2 separate regions of the Mus musculus genome follow, and region 1 is linked to region 2. A link is a contact called in public promoter capture Hi-C data. All regions are on one chromosome and are shown on one strand. Each heading gives the region's core, a stretch centred on a gene start, on an enhancer-like site or on the middle of the called end of the contact. The rest is flanking DNA. Distances are from core to core; before and after follow the strand shown.

Region 1 (4,583 bases), core at 725-3,224, 300 kb after region 2:
GTCTGAAGGGCCAATTAAATTCCCTGGCATTTTACAAGGTGTTAAAGGCATAACTGTCATAAGCCCTCAATTAAAGGTCAGCTCTAGGGCCAGGGCTAAAGTTGGGTGGAGAAGCTGTCTAGCAAGGCCCAGGGTGCTCTGGAGACCTAGTACCACAATCAGTTCTTCAACCCCACCTCTGCACTCTTCTACATCTGAAGCTCCCACAAAAGCTGCTTCTCCCTCCTTCAAACTTCTGGTGACAACCTTCTCAGTCAAACAGAGAAGCAGTGTTGACTCAGGGCCTGAACTGGTGACTCACTCTGGGTGAGCCAGCAGAGGCCTGACCCCTGGTGGACGCTGGGGGAGGGGGGTGGGGGGTGGGCTGTAAGTTCTGACTGTGAGGGTCTACTGGGTGGTGAGGACTTACTGGAGCTTGGGCTACTTACTGGCAAGGCCCAGGCAGTGCAGCCAGGGCAAACCACTAGGAAGGGCTAAAGCCTCTGCTTGCTTCACTGGGCACAACAGGGAATTCCTTCTCCCTGGCCACAAGTCCCCATCCCTCACACGGACCAAGAGGAAACAAAGGAACATACCAGGCCCAAACACCTCTGCAGTGACTGGGCACACACCCAGGAGGAGGGGCGGCTGGATTCCAGGCTCCTTAGCTCCAGGAAGCAAGCTAGGCGCTTGGATTTCCATTGACCCCATTGCAAATTTCCCTCAGGTGCCCAGGCCTTTCCTCAGATGTTGGCCTCTCAGCCCAGTCCTGAGGACTAGAGACCAATGCTGGAACCCGGCTGCTCAGCCTTACCAACTTCCTACAGGTCCTTGGACCCTCATAATTCCACTGGGTTCTGGAACCCCAGGCTCCCCAGGCCCACCAGCTTCCCCCAGGCCCTCATCATTCCACTAGATTCTAGAAGCAAAGTCCCCTTACCCCCACCAGCATCTCCCAGGCCTCAGGTCTACATTCTTTTCCCAGGTTCTGGTACTCTGACTACCACAGACCCATAATTATGCACTCTGACCTAGAACACCCCAAACCGACTTAGCACTTCATCCTGGGTTCCTGCTCTGAAACCCCACCCCTTTCTTTATGTCCAAAATTCCTAGGGCCTGTGTCCTAGGGCCCGCCCCCTCAGAGCCAGACCGGCTGTGCACCCCTAGCTACTCCACAAATGACGGGATGAACGGCTCAGCATTGGTGTCCGAAACCTCCGATCCTTGCCCAATACCCGGGGCTCCGACGTCCCCATCCAGACCCTGCGACCCGGGACTTTGAGCCTCCAATCCTGGCCCTACACCCCGAATCCCGAATCCCAGCGCCACACCACAACCCCAACCCCCCGATTTCGGACCCACACCGCGAACCCTTGGCCTTGACTCTGCACCCCGGTTCCCCCTCCTAGCACTGCACTCCAACCCCCGATCCTAGCCCTGCAGCCCGGGTCCCGACGCCCGACCCCAGCCACACACCCCAAGTCACAATCCCGGCCCCACACCGCGAACACCGGGTTTTGGCCTGGAATCCTGACTCAGGGGTCCCAGCCCTACACTCCGAGGCCTCGACCAACAGATCCTGGCCCTGCACCCCTGGGCCCCGACCCTGCCCCGCACTCGGATCACCTGGGCCCAGTCCAGACCCTGTACCCCAACCTCCCGTCCAGGCCCGGCACCCTGACAACTCATCATCCCACACCCTTCCTGTCCCCCAGCAGCTCTCTAGGACGCCCATCCCCCGCTCACCGCACCAGCAGGGTCCACCAGGCTCCCGCCGCGCCCCGCCGCTCCCTGTGCCCGCTCACTTCCGGTTCCGCGGAGGCGGGGCCGCATCCGGGGCCACGCAAGATCCCGCCCTATTCCAGGCCGTCCCCGCCCCGTATTCCTGTTAGCTGATCAAGAAAGCAGGATACACAGTTCCAGGACTCATAGGCAGCTCGGCCGCCAGTCAGCTGCGGAGATCCGATTTAGAAACACCCGTCAAGCCCTGTCCAACACACATTCACCCTCAACCCAGCTTCCAACCATGTATCCACCCTGCAACTCTCTACCCACGCATGGATCTACACAGCATCATTCACTCCCCTGTCAATCTTCTACCCACCAATCCACCAATCTGTCCTTCTGCCCATCTACCCATACACCCACTCATCTAGCCATACATCTGTTCATCCATTCTTCCATCTATCTGCTTCCTATTGTGATCAAAAAACTGAACCCTGTCTCGAAAAACAAACAAAACAAAACAAAACAAAAAGAACTGATCAAATACAGCTTGGGGAGAAAACTGCTTATTTGGCTCATAAATTATAGTCCATCACTGAGGGAAGGAAGTTAGAACAGGAACTCAGGCAGGGCAGGAACTGAAACAGAGACTATGAAGGAGTGCTGCATACTGGCTTGCTCAGCCTTTCTTTCACATCCCAGGTCTACCAGTGTAAGGGTGGCAACCCACAACGGTGGGTTGGGCCCTTCTGAATCAATCAGTAACCAAGAAAATGCCCCCACAGACTAGCCTACAGGCCAGTCTGATGGCAATTCATCAACTGAGGTTTCCTCTTCCAAGATTACTCTAGTGTCAAGTTGACAAAAACTAACCAACATGTCACCTATACACCCATGTGTCAACCATCCATCTACTTATCTATCCATCCACTCATCTATCTGTCCTAGTTGACATTAACTGTCAACTTGAAACAGCCTAGAATCACATTTTTTTTTAAAAAAATCTCAAATGTGTACTTGTCTTATTTAGGTTATTCTGTGGGCATGATTGTCTTGATACAGGAGGGCCAACCCACTGTGGTCCATCCCTAGACAGGTGTCCTGGACTGTATAACAAAGCTAGCTAATAAGGCAGCGGCCAAGTGGATCACTTAGAGGCCAGTCTGGTCCTGATCAGCCAAGTGAGGGATTCTGTCTCTCCTGCCCCCCTCTCCAGAAGGAGGAGGAGGAGAAAGGAGATGAAAGAGGGAGGTTAGGGATGTAATTCAGTGGTAGAGTGCCTGTCTAGTATGTACAGGGCCCTGGTACCAACCTTAGCACCACAAGGCAGAAAACAAAAGGCTAAACTGTCAAAATTTATGAATAGATCAGGAAGGAAAAAGAGATGTCAGGTGTCAGAGGAGAATGTTCCCATGTGTGTGTGCACAATTCACATGTAAGTGTGCATTCAACTGCATGAGCACACATACAGAGGTCCAAGGACACATTCTGGCATCTTCCTCAGGAAGGCCACTCACTGCTTGAGACAGGATCTCTCTGGCCTGCAGTTCATCCACTAGGCTAAGCTGGCTGGTCAGCAGGCCCCAGAGATCCTCCTGTCTTTGCTTCTCTGCTGAGGGGATTGCAAATGTGCACCACTCCACCCACCATCCTCTCATTGGTTCTGAGGATCACACTCAGTCCCTCATGCCTGCAGAGCAAACACCCAGCCATCTCCTAGCATAGGGTAGTTGTTGTTGTTCTTGTTGTTTTAGTAAAACCATGGTCTCAAGTGTTTTGTTAAATAAAAACTACAGGCATCATTTTATACTAAGTACCTAAACCGTGCCCAACAAGTGGGGTCAGTCACTTAAGCTAAGTTCCACGTACCCAAGCTGAAAAGCCAAGCTCTATTCTTGAACCAGGGACAGTGGTGTGTGCCTGAGTCCCTGTGATGGGGCACCTGAGACAGGAAGATGGCTTTTGCCTGAGCACCATAGTTGAGAACTCACCTCCAAACCAGAGATTTGTTTACCCTTCTGAGAAGAGGTAGCAGCTAGAAAATCAGTAACTTCCAAATCACACAAGGACCCCCCTCTTGCTGTAACTCTCACATGGGAACAGCTTAGAATCAGAGGTGCAGGTCAGTGAGATGGCTCAGTGGGTAAAGGTGCCTGCCACCAAGCCTGACAACCTGAGTTCAATGCTAGTAAAATAAGTAGCCCACTGTGTGTCTTGGTTTCTTCAAACTATTCACTGGGGTGTACCTCAAAACTACCACCAAACAAACAACACAGCCTTCTCCCCTCAGCTCCAAAGAACTACTGACTCAACAAAGTGCTGCTATATTCTAGACTCAAAGTCAATTAAGATCCATCAACTAATGAATAATTTGCCCCCATAATATTCACAAAAGCCTGAGGTCAGAAGAACAAGTGAACAGTGTTTTCTGGCCACAGCAGAACTGCTGTACTCAAGAACTCCTAACAGCTGTAGTTGCTGGCACAAGATTAAGCCAATCAACATCCCAGAATGGACTGGGGATGGGGCTCCCACCACTAGCTCAGGAGCTATTGGCAGTTGATAGCTGCTGGAGGGGGTAAGACTGGTTTTGTTGATGGTATGGTTCCTGGTAGGTCAAGTAAGCATGCACACCCATCCACCCACCCACCGAGCCATACATCCACCTATGCAGCCCTCAGTCCATCCATTTACCTCCTCGGGGCTGGGATTCCCAGTGCACACCTCTGTTTGGCTTTTTCTGTGGGTGCTGGGGACTCAGGCCTCAGGTTTGTCCTGTAATCACTACTGGCAGAGCCATCTCCCTAGCCACCGCCTAGCCTCCCACATAGATCTTATTTGATTCAATAATGACGAAAGGAGTAAGATTTTCAGTC
Region 2 (4,239 bases), core at 1,073-3,572:
AAACAAACAAACAAACAAACAAATGGTGTCTGAAGAGAGTGTCCTCAGGTATGGGATTATACTGTGGAGTCCTTTGTCACATCATCTTGTATCTATAGCCTACCTAGACATGCCACCTGTGCCCCATACCTGTTGCTCTCCCACCCTACCCCACCCTACCCAGCCAGCACAGCTCACTCTCCAAGGCCTGATGGGACATTGGATTCGGGGTTGGGTCTAGTTGGCACTACGGGAACTGGGTGGAGACATGATTCTGCTTGGGGATATTCTCAGCTCTTCTCATTGGAGAGCTCAAGGCTCTGTACACTTCCACAGCAATTTCTACTTGTGAGCAAATGCATCCGAAGGAGCAGCTACCTAATATATGGCTGGTTATGGTGGCAGCTGGGGGCTTTGTATCTGGAACGTGTGACGCTGCTGCCTTGCTGGAGTTTGGGAGTTTGGATTTCTGCTCTAGGGAAGATGGGACAGGGACCTGCTTGATCCTCACTCTTTTGACATATCTTAGGTCAGAGACCCAGTGTGGAAAAGAAGGTTCTGTCATTTCCTTCATTTAGAAAAGGTATGGGGTGTCACACTGCCCTCCTGGGAAGAGGTCTCCTCCCACAACCTCCACCGAAGGTCAGTGTCAGATGTAGGATCTTCTGGTGGGAAGGGTGACTGTGGCACAAAGCCTGGCTTCTAGCTTTACCACCCAGTTGTGGGCACACATTCTCTGCACCACACAGTGGCCAAAGAGATGCCAAAGCAGTGGGTGGCAGGGAAACTAGGCTTGGGTGCAGCTTTGTGCTTTCTGGAAGATATTGATCCCCAACAGATGGAGCAAGCACTGAGCGGCACTGGTGTCTCAGAGAGTCCCCAGAACTCTGGCAAGTCCCCCGAAGCCCATGTGGTTGTGGGTCTGACTGGCGGGGGTCCCTGGCCTCTGGAGTGGGGCTTCCTGTATTTGTGGACACTGGTGACACCATCCCAATATGGCCTCCAGCCAAGTGCTTCATGATGATCTAGAAACCTCCGTGTTGACGCCTACCCAGGAAAGGTATCTCTAGCTCATCCCTGGAAGATGGATGCTCATGGATGATGCCACAGTCAAAGGGTCTCCCGAAAGCTGCTCAACCTTGCCTACAATGTCCAAAGGACCACAGAGGCCACATGCATGGCGCGGCAGCGAGTGTTAGACAGCCACTCCATCTCTAAGCCAGCCGTTTTGATGCCACCGGCTGTGATACTACAGGGGAGGATGTCACACGGGCGGTTTTGACATTGCTGACGAACCGTGTGGGCCCAATGGAGATGATGTTTAAATGCTCAGCCGACACGAAGCTCACACACAGACACACATAGTGATTCAGGCACAGCCTTTTCCTTCCCAGACAACGCCTGGCACAGCAGCGACCATTCTGAGCGTGCCTGGGATCCCAAGTGTGCTGAGGAAGGAAGGTGCCACTGCTCAGGCATGCCAGCCTCCTCTTCCTTACACCGCCATTTTTGTTGACATAAACTGTGTCGACCATATGGGATTGAATTCAGTGTTCCAGTTGCTTTTTCCTGTCTCTTCCTTTTCCTTTTCTCCCCCCTCCCCCGCCCCCTCCCCGGGTTTGGGAAGCTGTTCTCTTGGCAACCACAGAAGCAAAGCACACTCTTAATTGCTGCCCCAGTGGTAGATGCCCAGTGCCGAGCCTGACCCTTGCACTCCCTCCTCCTTTGATAGCATCTTCACCCTGGTGTGGGAATCATTCCTTGTGTGCCCCCACCACCACCACTGCAGGGCACAGCAGTGAGCAAGCACCCCCACCCACACTCTGCACTCTCTTTGTTTGCTATACAGACAGAACTTTTCTCAAGGTGATGTTTGGAGAGAGCTTCCCTTGCTTGACTTCTGTTGGGGGTGTGAATGCCAGAGACACGTGGGGAAACAGCTCTGAAGGGCCCATTTTTGCCGGCTGCCCTGTTTTGGGGTGCTTTACCTCTGACTACTTTGACAGTTATTATTTCCCATTCCTTACACAAAGCGAATGTAAGCGGCAGGGGGCGGAGTCCTGCTTTCCCAGGGTCATTATCAAGATGGGGAGGGCCAGAGAAGTGATGCCACTTGTGTCTGATGCTTCCAAAGGGAAATAGGTCACTGTCAGAATTCCTGAATCCTGGCATGCCTACCGGGGTGTCAGGGATCTTCTGGTGACTTGTCTGAAGCGTGGATATTTCTCCCTTGACTTTCTTACCACATCTGCTAGCTGACAAATAGACTTGGCTTCTTCTTTTAAAAAAAAATGTAAAAAAAAAAAAAAAAAATAGAAAAAGCACAGTACTTTATATTTAGCCACAGGCGCACGGAGCGCCCAGCAGCAGCCGGGTTTCCTTGGATAACTGGGGCTCCGGCTCACAAATGCCTCCCGGTGTCTCCTGGCCGACAGCTCGCGCGCAATCGCCTGCTCCATGTTAACCCTGCGTGGTGCTGCCTCTCCGATGCCCTGCTTGCTCTCTCGGCAGCGTGGCACTGCTCACATGAGGATCACCGCCAGAGGTAGCCGGTTCTGAGAGCAGCCTCAGTCTGCGCACAGTTGCTTCCCAGCTGACAGACAGAATATGGGGTGGGCTTTGTCACCAGCACGCTGGGTCTGGCATGCCCAGCGATGCTCGGGGCTGCAGCGCGCCCAGACGCCCGCCACTGCTCGCCGGGTCCCAGCCGCGCCAGCTCCGAGGGGCCGGGCTGCGCGCCTAGCCTTCCTGCCCGCCGAGAGGGTTATATAATGAGCGGACCGCTGCCAAAGTCACAGGGAAAATGAAGTCTTTGTTAAATGCCTTCACCAAGAAGGAAGGTAAGGAGAAAGCTGTAGGAAGCGTGGGGTGCCTGGTGAGCAGCCGTGGGCTGCTCCTCGGGGGAGAGGGGACTCGGGTGCCTCCTCAAATTGCTGGTTACGGTTCATCGCTCAAGGAATAATTGCCCCAGCTTTGTGGTATGGTTTGGCTCTAGTCAAGTCTGGAAGATTAACACAGATGAAGGTGCCTTTGTATTTTAGTGTGTTCCTGAGCTACCAGCCTCTGGCAGAACTGCATTCCAGAACATCTCATCCAGAGAGCTTATGCCAAGGGACACATTGGGAAACTAGGTCTTGGGGAAAATAAAAGAAGTTTTGGTTTTCTGTCTTCCAGTCACCTGGAGGCTGTGAGCACCTGCTAAGGAGGGTCAGGGCACATGGCTGGATGCACCCAAGGCATCCTCTTCTAGTGCCACTTGCCAGTTCTGCCTGGCTGTCCCTGGGTTGCGAAACAAACCATGGGGTGCATGAAGAATCCCTCTTTAACATACCTTGTATGATTTTTATTGTGAGGAAGGAAAAAAACTGTATAAATAAATGCATGTAAGACAGCTAAGAAAATATCCACCCACCCAAGAGCCTGCAGATTGCTGAAAGAAGGAAACGTTGGGTGGCATATTAATCATTTTCAGACAGGAAAGGAGTTATTTTTAACACTTTTCATGAAAAAAAAAAAACATCATTTGCGTGTATGGTCCCAGTCAGAGAGTTTTCTCAGATAGCAAGCTTTCTATCTTTCTGATGAAACCAGGTTTCCAAAGAGGTGACTTTAAGGAAATTAGGAAGATCACTTTCTACCCGAGCTCACTGTGAACTAGACACCAAAGATACTTCAGCAGCCTTGAAACTAATTTGATATGAGGCTTGGTCGTTAAGCAAGACAATTTTCATTAAAATGTTCACTCTAATGTTACCTGTGTGGGTCCATTTGACTCACTTGCCTGGTCTTCGGGGTGAAATGTGCATAATGTGTCCCGGCTGTTTTGTTCTATGACCCTCCCTGTGTGGCCTCGCCTGCATGAGGACATCCTGCTTACTCCTTCCTTCTGCAGACTCAGGCTCTTCAAAAAGGGCATAGAATAGATCCTTTCTTTTTCTGATGAGGCTTACCAAAATTTGCCATGAGGGACTTCGAATTTTTATAACCCACGGACAGCATGAATTGCAGCCATGGGTTAGAGTGTTAAGTAATGCTATCTCCATTCTGCTTCTATGAACATTTCTTTCTTACGGAGTCTGTCTTAGCAATGGACAGGGTATCAAGTGCCCTCACATCCCCTCACGTTGCCATTAAGGGTATTAATACCTTACTGGTTACATAGTCAGAGATGCCATCAACTGTACTCTTAGGGATGGGTGACTCCACAGATGCACAGTTGCAGGATGCCAGCATGTCCGGGTCTTGGGGCTGTTCGGGACC

Evidence for each region. Promoter capture Hi-C pulls out the DNA fragments that hold promoters and counts their contacts.
Region 1: a contact with region 2 is called in a promoter capture Hi-C map of hippocampal neurons, with 2.1 times the contacts expected there. The contact joins the promoter of Cttn here to the promoter of Shank2 in region 2. A contact is called at or near these places in 1 of 39 promoter capture datasets (hippocampal neurons), 5 of 115 datasets of contacts at active chromatin or transcription factors (embryonic basal ganglia, embryonic forebrain, embryonic hindbrain and 2 more) and 1 of 9 other capture datasets (pancreatic islet).

Annotation. Positions count from the first base shown.
Region 1 is chr7:144,468,961-144,473,543 of GRCm38.p6, forward strand. It overlaps Cttn (cortactin), which reads right to left and starts at 1,975. Exons shown (of 18, transcript NM_007803.5): 1 at 1,729-1,975.
Region 2 is chr7:144,173,138-144,177,376 of GRCm38.p6, forward strand. It overlaps Shank2 (SH3 and multiple ankyrin repeat domains 2), which reads left to right and starts at 2,323. Exons shown (of 16, transcript NM_001113373.3): 1 at 2,323-2,819. The coding sequence starts at 2,783.